Linked DNA regions of Sus scrofa: region 1 is linked to region 2. Evidence: chromatin contacts called from public HiChIP or PLAC-seq data. All regions are on one chromosome and are shown on one strand. The core of a region is the stretch at or near the end of the contact, and the rest is flanking DNA. Distances in the headings are between cores, read along the strand shown. Region 1 overlaps ZNF648 (a long non-coding RNA gene). Region 2 overlaps ZNF648 (a long non-coding RNA gene).

The links. HiChIP or PLAC-seq counts read pairs in DNA pulled down with a chosen protein or histone mark.
Region 1: a contact with region 2 is called in an H3K27ac HiChIP or PLAC-seq map of skeletal muscle. The contact joins two enhancer-like sites. A contact is called at or near these places in 12 of 47 Hi-C or Micro-C datasets (alveolar macrophages, epiblast stem cells, heart right ventricle and 6 more) and 2 of 2 datasets of contacts at active chromatin or transcription factors (alveolar macrophages and skeletal muscle).

The regions. Positions count from the first base shown.
Region 1 is chr9:123,628,741-123,632,662 of Sscrofa11.1, forward strand. All of the region lies in intron 3 of ZNF648 (a long non-coding RNA gene), which reads right to left. Among named protein-coding and RNA genes, the nearest start is that of ZNF648, 76 kb to the right of the region's middle. Within about 2 kb of position 1,856, at least 26 of the 83 cell types and tissues checked have an H3K27ac peak or open chromatin away from gene starts, as enhancers often do. A contact at or near this core is called in alveolar macrophages, liver, mesenteric adipose tissue and 3 more, where this site is marked.
Region 2 is chr9:123,579,986-123,583,691 of Sscrofa11.1, forward strand. All of the region lies in intron 9 of ZNF648 (a long non-coding RNA gene), which reads right to left. Among named protein-coding and RNA genes, the nearest start is that of ZNF648, 120 kb to the right of the region's middle. Within about 2 kb of position 1,251, at least 44 of the 83 cell types and tissues checked have an H3K27ac peak or open chromatin away from gene starts, as enhancers often do. A contact at or near this core is called in alveolar macrophages, liver, mesenteric adipose tissue and 3 more, where this site is marked.

The sequences.
Region 1 (3,922 bases), core at 606-3,105, 49 kb after region 2:
ACCAGACCAGCGCTTTCCCACGGAAGTAAAATGTGAGTCACAAATATGAGCTATATTGGTAATTTTTAATTTTTCCAATGCCACAATTTAAAAGGTGAAAATAAATAGATGAAATTAATGTTGGAGTTCTTTTGTGGTGCGGAAGGTTAAGGATCTGGCATTGTCACTGCAGCAGCTAGGGTCACTGCTGTGACACAGTTTTGATCCTTGGTCTGAGAACTTCCACATGCCATGAGCATGGAAAAATAATAATAATAATAATAATAATGTTAATACAGTTTATGTCACCCAATACAGTCTAAGTGTTATACTTTCAACATGAAACCAATATTAAAAGTATTAATGAAATAATTATCCTTTTTTTGGACTATACCTTTGCAATATGCTGTGTATGGATACTCTGAGCATGTCTCAGCTCAGACTACCCACATGTCAATTGTTCGGTAGCCACATATGGCTGGGAAATGCAAATTGGATATCACGTGTCTAGCCTCATAGATCTCAATACCTCTTAATAATCTTGGGGGCTCTTCAGAGTATAGAAAGGAAAGCATTGACAAGATGAAGAGCACATTTCTGGTTGTTTGTTCAATTTAGTCTAATAAAAAATAAAAGGAATAAACTCTACAATTTCCATCTGTATCTAGTGTTTGGCTTAGTGACCTGAGAGCAGATGAGAAGTAGAGTGATGGACTCTAAACCATTACATGACTTGGTCTGAGAGATGATCAGGAAGCTCTAGATTCCCATCCAAAGGGTGGTGCATAGAGCCAGCTCACGGAGGGCATCCGATAGGGTCACCATGGCTTCTCAGTCCTTCTCCTCACCTTCACTCTTACACCTGCCCCAGCTTGAAAGGCAAGGGGCCTGAGCCAGCCCTAAGGAGCACGGCACAGGCTCTGTTCCCCGCCACTGATTCTAACATCTGAGCGCAGAGGGAAACCGCAAGCCTCCCCTCCCCCCATCTCCACGGAGACCCCTCTACCCTAAGGATTCCCAAACTTGCACACATCAGAGTTACCCGGAGGGCTTGTGAAAACTCAGACTGCTGGCCTGTACAGCCCAAGAGGCTTTGAGTCAAAAGGTCTGGGCTAGGGCTTGAGACCATGCACTTCAACAAGATCCCAAGTGAGGCTGGCGCTCCATCCTAAGGAATCAATGGCTAATTCAACAGCAAGTACAAATGTAAAAGACAGAGGCACCATTTTCACCCTCAATGAGACAAATAGGATTTTTGATGTGTTTGGCTGTTTCTCACCTGTCTCTCATTATTTCCTCTGGTCCAGGAAGGGATAAAGTGATCATGAAGAGGAGAGAAGCCACTGAAGGGAGGAAATTAGGATGGTGCTGGGAGGGAAATAGGAGAAGGTCCTTGACGGATCATTGTGAGTTCAGGGTGGTGGAAAGTCACGAGAAACTCGTATTCAAGGGGGAAAAGGGCAGCAAAGCCTCTCTCAGCCCCCCTCAGCCAGGACAGACGCGCACGCTAGATGCAACTTTGCCGAGTCACACTGGCATCGCAACAGAGATGATTTTCCTCTTTGCTTGTTAAGGGAGGACCCTGTCGGAACTCTGTGCAGCAAGCAGTAGCAAACACACCGGGAGCCTGGGACAACCCTTGGTGTGGGCTTCTTTCTCTCTAACCCTTCAGGGCACGTGGATTTTAAAAGGAGGGACAGTGAGACTTGCTGAGTTGTAAGCAGCTGGGAATGTGGAATGCATTTCTGGAGATACACACTGAGCCTGGCTCAGAACTTCCAAGAAAACTCAGTGGGAGGGGAGGAAAAACAGTGCAATGATGTGACGCCTTGTACGGCCCGCCTTGGCCTTGCTGAATCGCCCAGAGATTGTGTTCCAGCTGCACTGCAGTGACCCAATGTTCCAGTAAACAAGGAAGGGATGAAATGGACAGACCTCAGATCAGACTACGTTGGAGCTTTTAAAATAGAACACAGGGGGCCAGCTGGGTGCCGCCCGAGTTGGGGGGGTTGCCTGTGTGCTTTTCCTGGATTAGGGTGGTTCACCCACACCGCCCACCAGACACACACACATACACATCCTGACTGCCAGTGGAACACAAATACCAAACACTGAGGTGGTCTTGTCTACAACGGTCAGAAACTGGCATGTATCTTGAAGACACTTCATGGGAACCCCAGAACAGGGAACTGTGCAGAGGGGCCACTGAGTCAGGCCGAGTCAGGCCGAGTCAGGCCGAGTCAGGCTGCTGACCAATGCTGTCCACTCCCAAAGCAGGACTTCTGCCTTCCAGAAAGACAAACAGAGCTGTGGCAGACAAGCACAGTCACTGAGTCCATTTCCCCGTGTGATTTCATGGTATAAAATGGACTGAGGATCCCATGACTTCTTGGGCTTTTTCTCCCCTCCCTGCCTCACCCTGTATCCTCCTATTTTCTCCACTTGCATTTCACCAGCCAGCAGATGGGCTTCAGTAAAAATGAGAGGGCTTGAAAGAAAATCATGGACTTGGAGAACGGACTTGTGGTTGCCAAGGGGGAAAGGGAGAGAGTGGGATGGACTGGGAGCTTGGGGTTCATAGATGCAGACTATTGCCTTTGGAATGGATAAGCAATGAGATCCTGCTGTGTAGCGCTGGGAATTGTGTCTGATCACTTATGATGGCACATGATAATGTGTGAAAAAAGAATCTATACATGTATGTATAACTGGGTCACCTTGCTGTACAGTAGAAAATTGACAGAACACTGTAAACCGGCTATAATGGAAAAAAATAAAAATCATTATATATAAGAATTTTTTTTAATTTAAAAAAAATAGAGGGCTTAGTAAAAATAAGAGGAAGAGCACCCTGGCTTAGAGAACAAGGTTCTAGAAGTTCCTTCACTAAGTGTCCACCTGCCTGTAATAATTCAGGGCTTTGTGGCCCAAATAGCATGCAGTTTCCCCCCTCCCATCACGTAAGTGTGTAAGTGATATTCTAGATTCCCTGTGACTACTAGGCGACCAAAGAGCTTCTCATCCACACAAGGACAACTCTGAGAATCAAAGGGGGTGCTGCTGAACACAATTCTGGGACAAAGCCCTTACCCAGGACACAGTCACCAGCATGACTGGTAGATCCATTTCTCTTCCTACATGCCACCACCCCACGCCACTTCACAGGTGACATTTTTTGCTATGACTGATTTGTCCTTTCCTTTTCCTGATTTTGACCTATTTTTCCTTTATTTTCTTGGATAATAGTGATTGTCACGCAATAACTGGACCTGTATTTTGAAGTGGGGAAAAGGCAGGTTTTAAAAATTCCCAGAGATCCCATTGTGGCTCAGCAGTAATGAACCCAGCTAGCATCCATGGGCACCTGGGTTCAATCTCTGGCCTTGCTCAGTGGGTTAAGGATCCAGCATTGCCGTGAGCTGTGGTGTAGGTCACAGACAGGGCTCTGATCAGGCGTTGCTGTTGTGGCTGTGGTGTAGGCCGGCAGCTGCAACTCCAATTAAACCCCTAGCCTGGGAACCTCCATATGCTTCAGGTGTGACCCTGAAAAAAAAAAAAATACCTTCCCCATATAGGAGTTCCCTATTGGAACTGGCATTGCTTCAAGATGTGGCTTAGGTCACAGAATGCGGCTCAGATCGTGGCCGTGGCATAGGCCTCAGCTGCTTCCGATTCTACCCCTCACCCAGGAACTTCCATATGCTGCAGATGTGGCCATAAAAGGGAAAAGAAAAATTCCCCATATAAAAAGCTGTATGACTTCTCCGCTGAAGCTCTGGGTGGTGTTTTCCAGCAGACTCCAGAAGCTAGTTTTCTGTTCCAGAGACTTACTTCATTCTGAATTTTTGTGTCCAGTGAGTATTGTCAGGTTTTGCTCACCACATGGTCATGCCCTAATTTTTGGACAAGCAAAACAGCATGAAGAATGGTGACGACTGCTCGA
Region 2 (3,706 bases), core at 1-2,500:
AGTAAAAACAAACACCCAGAAATATGTCCATGTCCCAAAGACTTGGAGGAAGAGGGAGCAAAGCATGTCCTAGACAAATGAAAAATATTCAAATGAAAAAGTTTGTCCACTAGCAAAATTATAAGGATCAAGAACTCCCTGATTTGGAACTCTACGAAAATAACACTAGAAGTGACTTAGTGAGATGAAGCAGCAGAGAACTGGCAAAGACTATGAAAACCTGGAGTGACAATAACATGGAGATAAACGGCGCAGTGAAAGAACAGGTGGACCTCACAAAACCGAGGTGGTGACATTCATTTAGCGGCTATAAAACAGCAATTCCCAGCCAAGTCGGCCATGGACTAGCCGCCAAGAGCCACCAGGTGGCGCTAGAGTAGAGAACTTCAGCGGTGGCTCAGCGATTACCAGGATTCCCCCCAAGGGAAGCGGGGCTTTGAGAGGCGGCGGGTCCAGCAGTTCCATGGATGAGGGCCCAGAGAGGAAGATGTGAAGACACCCTTCGGTCCTCAACACTCCTGAATGTCCTTGCCTGAGCTGGAAGCTAAAGGGGGGCGGGCTCTACTGGTTTCCTACTGACAAGATTCCCAGTGGGCCTCTAGTTGCTATTTCAAACAAATTGCACTGGGCAACCGTAGGGTTTGGGTCACCTGGCAAAAAACAGCTCTTTACTTCCCACTTTTCAATTCAGCGAGAATTCCATACTGTGATCCCAAACTCGATGAAATATATAAAAGGAGCCTAGCACAGTGCCCTGCTCCCAGTAAACGCCCAATGAACGTTGGTTCTCTTACACAAGCCCTGTTGGACAGTCTGATCCCCAGTCTCACACCGGGGTGCTCCTGGCCCCATAAACCCTGCAGCCCCTCTCTGGCCAGAGACCCTTTTGTCCTAGCGCCTTCGTTGTTCCAGATTTCTCACTGTGAGGCCTGGGCAGCTGCCAGGGGCCACCCGGGGAGCAGGAATCAGCTCACAGAGCTCTCCGCAGGCGTTTGGACCCCCTCCCCGCGAGCTCTCTGGCCCCAGCCCACACCCAGCCTCCAGCCCTACTGCCCTGCACGCTCCGGGCCCCCTGGCCCCCCTGCTCCAACAATGTGTTTCTAATCTGCCCGGGAACAGTCACCACGCGAGGTTTTCCTGCCCAGTGTAATCAGTTTCGCCTCTGGGCCTCGGCGTCCTGGGGTGTGTAACCCAGAGGCTTGCACGGAGGTGATCAGATTGCAGGAACAGTATGTTTTCCTCCCTGCCTCCGCTTGTTTTCTTCAGGGGCAAGGGCCAGCCAGCTGAGCTGTCTTTCTCTTGCTCCACTCCTCACCCTCCACCCTCCCGCACACGTGCTCTGCCTTCCGTGGGTGCCGAGAGGGAAAATGCGCGCACCCCGGCACGGGGCGCGTGCGCAGCCCCCTCGGAGGAGGTAGGAGTTGCAGTTTCCTAGGGAAGGCAAGATTGCTGCGGCTTGTGGGAGCGAGGAGGAGGAAGGCAGGACAGGAATTTGTGCAGACCAGTTCTGGCCAGATCTCTTTAAATGTTTTGTTCTTGCTTTGCTGCTGCTATCGCCTTTTTTTTTTTTTTTTTTTTTTCCCTCCCCTTCCCTATGCTGAGCTGTCATTTCTTCAGCCAGCCAGGCCCATATGAACTTCTGGTTCCTCTAGGCAGTAAACACCCTAGTTTCCCAGGCCACACCATTGCTCCCTTTTCTTGTTTTCTTCCAATATGCAACTTTGAAAAATGAGAAAAGTGGCAATGTCACTGATAAGGGCAGGGTTTAAATACAAGAACAATTAAATACAATGTTTAATGAATCTGATAGCGTCTCCAGTTTTTTTTTTTTTTTTTTTTTCCTCCTTTCTTGTTCTTGGCAGCATTCAATCAGAAATCAGCAGTGGGGCAATACCTAAAAAATAGTCACCCTTTTAGAGCAGTATTAAATGTTTTCAATAAAAATATGCAATAGTTCATCATAAAAACATGAGCATGTTTTTGTCTAAAAGAGGTCAGAATTCCTTCTGGCCACATTAAATTTTCCACAGGAGTTGGTAACAAGGTGACTAGGAATGGGAGACAGTGAGCCTGGCCTCCCAAAGTATCACGAGGTCCGCTGGGGTGAGTTTGCCTGTGGGACCCCAGCCTCGGCCTGATGTCATCTGCTGCTTGGACTTGCAGGCACCTGTCGGCTCGCTAACCAGAGATGGCTTGTTAGTGCTCGGCAAGCTTCAGGGCCCCCTTTGGACCACACCATGCACACCGGTGATACTTGGAATGCTTCGTCATTTTGCTGGAAGCAGCTTTTCTACTTAAAGCAATTTGCTTCAGAAGAAAACTGCATAGTTTCACTTTAAGGGCAAAATCCAGATCGCATCCACACATGAAAAGAAAGCATAAAAATAGAGAAATGACCACATGGAGTCATGAAAACTGAACAAGGTTATTTTGAACACCTTTCCAGGAGCAGGATAGCTCATCAACATGTGCAAATAAATTCCTCTTGGAGAAAAATAAGTTTCTAATCTTCCTGTTAAAAGGGGGTATCTGGTTCAATGTCCTAGGTTTTTAAGGATAATGAGGAGCTGCATCTTTTAGAGGTAGTTGGTAGACGAAGCAGCATGACTGCCTGGGTCTGAGTCCCAGCTCTGCATTTAGGGGCTGGCAGACCACCGAAGGTCAGATTCTCCACACCCATACATAACCTTAGTTCTGTGTTTGTCCAAAAGGACTAATAATAGCACCCATTTCAGAGATGTTTCTGACGACTGCATGTGTTAGCACATGCATAACACTTAGGACACGCCCTGGCCTAGCATTGTCTCAGTGAATGTTAGCTATCATAATAATTAGTAGGCATAGTATTAGCAGGATTCATGGACTTGAAATTCCTCCTCACTAGAGTACAGTCAGAAAGATTGAAAAAAAAAATGTTCCCTGGTGAGACTGGTTACTAAAACTCAACTTCTAACTGAAATGATGAAAGTGACTTTTGCCCAACAAATATTCTTTTAATAAGGAGTCTGAAGCAATCTCTAAAATCTTAGTCTCAGAATGGATCGAGTTACCTTCCAGTGTTTGCAAAGTGGCGGAAATTGGGTTTCTCATCTGCTCCCTGCTGTATCCCAGTCGAGAAGAATAGTTATAAAGATATTTTATTTCATTTTCCAAGGATTCCTATGTAACATTCAAAACAATTTTTAGCGTGTTATTCAGATGAGTTCATAACCATAGGGTTCAATGACAAAAACATTTTCTGATATTTAAAATGAGTTGAGGAGTTCCCGTCGTGGCGCAGCGGAAATGAATCTGACTTGGAACGATGAGGTTGCAGGTTCGATCCCTGGCCTTGCTCAGTGGGTTAAGGATCCTGTGTTGCCGTGAGCTGTGGTGTAGGTCACAGACACGGCTCAGATCTGGCGTTGCTATGGCTGTGGTATAGGCTGGCAGCTGTAACTCCAATTAGACCCCTAGCCTGGGAAACTCCATATCCTGCAGGAGTGGCCCTAAAAGACAAAAATAAATAAATAAATATATAAAATGAGTTGAATGCTTGGCCCACCTTTGGAGACTCATCCCTGAGTCCTTGGTGAGCTGATGGCAGCCACCACTTACTGAGGATTAACTATGTGCTCCTTGGAGTTCCTGTTGTGGTGCAGTGGTTAACGAATCCGACTAGGAACCATGAGGTTGTGCGTTCGATCCCTGGCCTTGCTCAACGGGT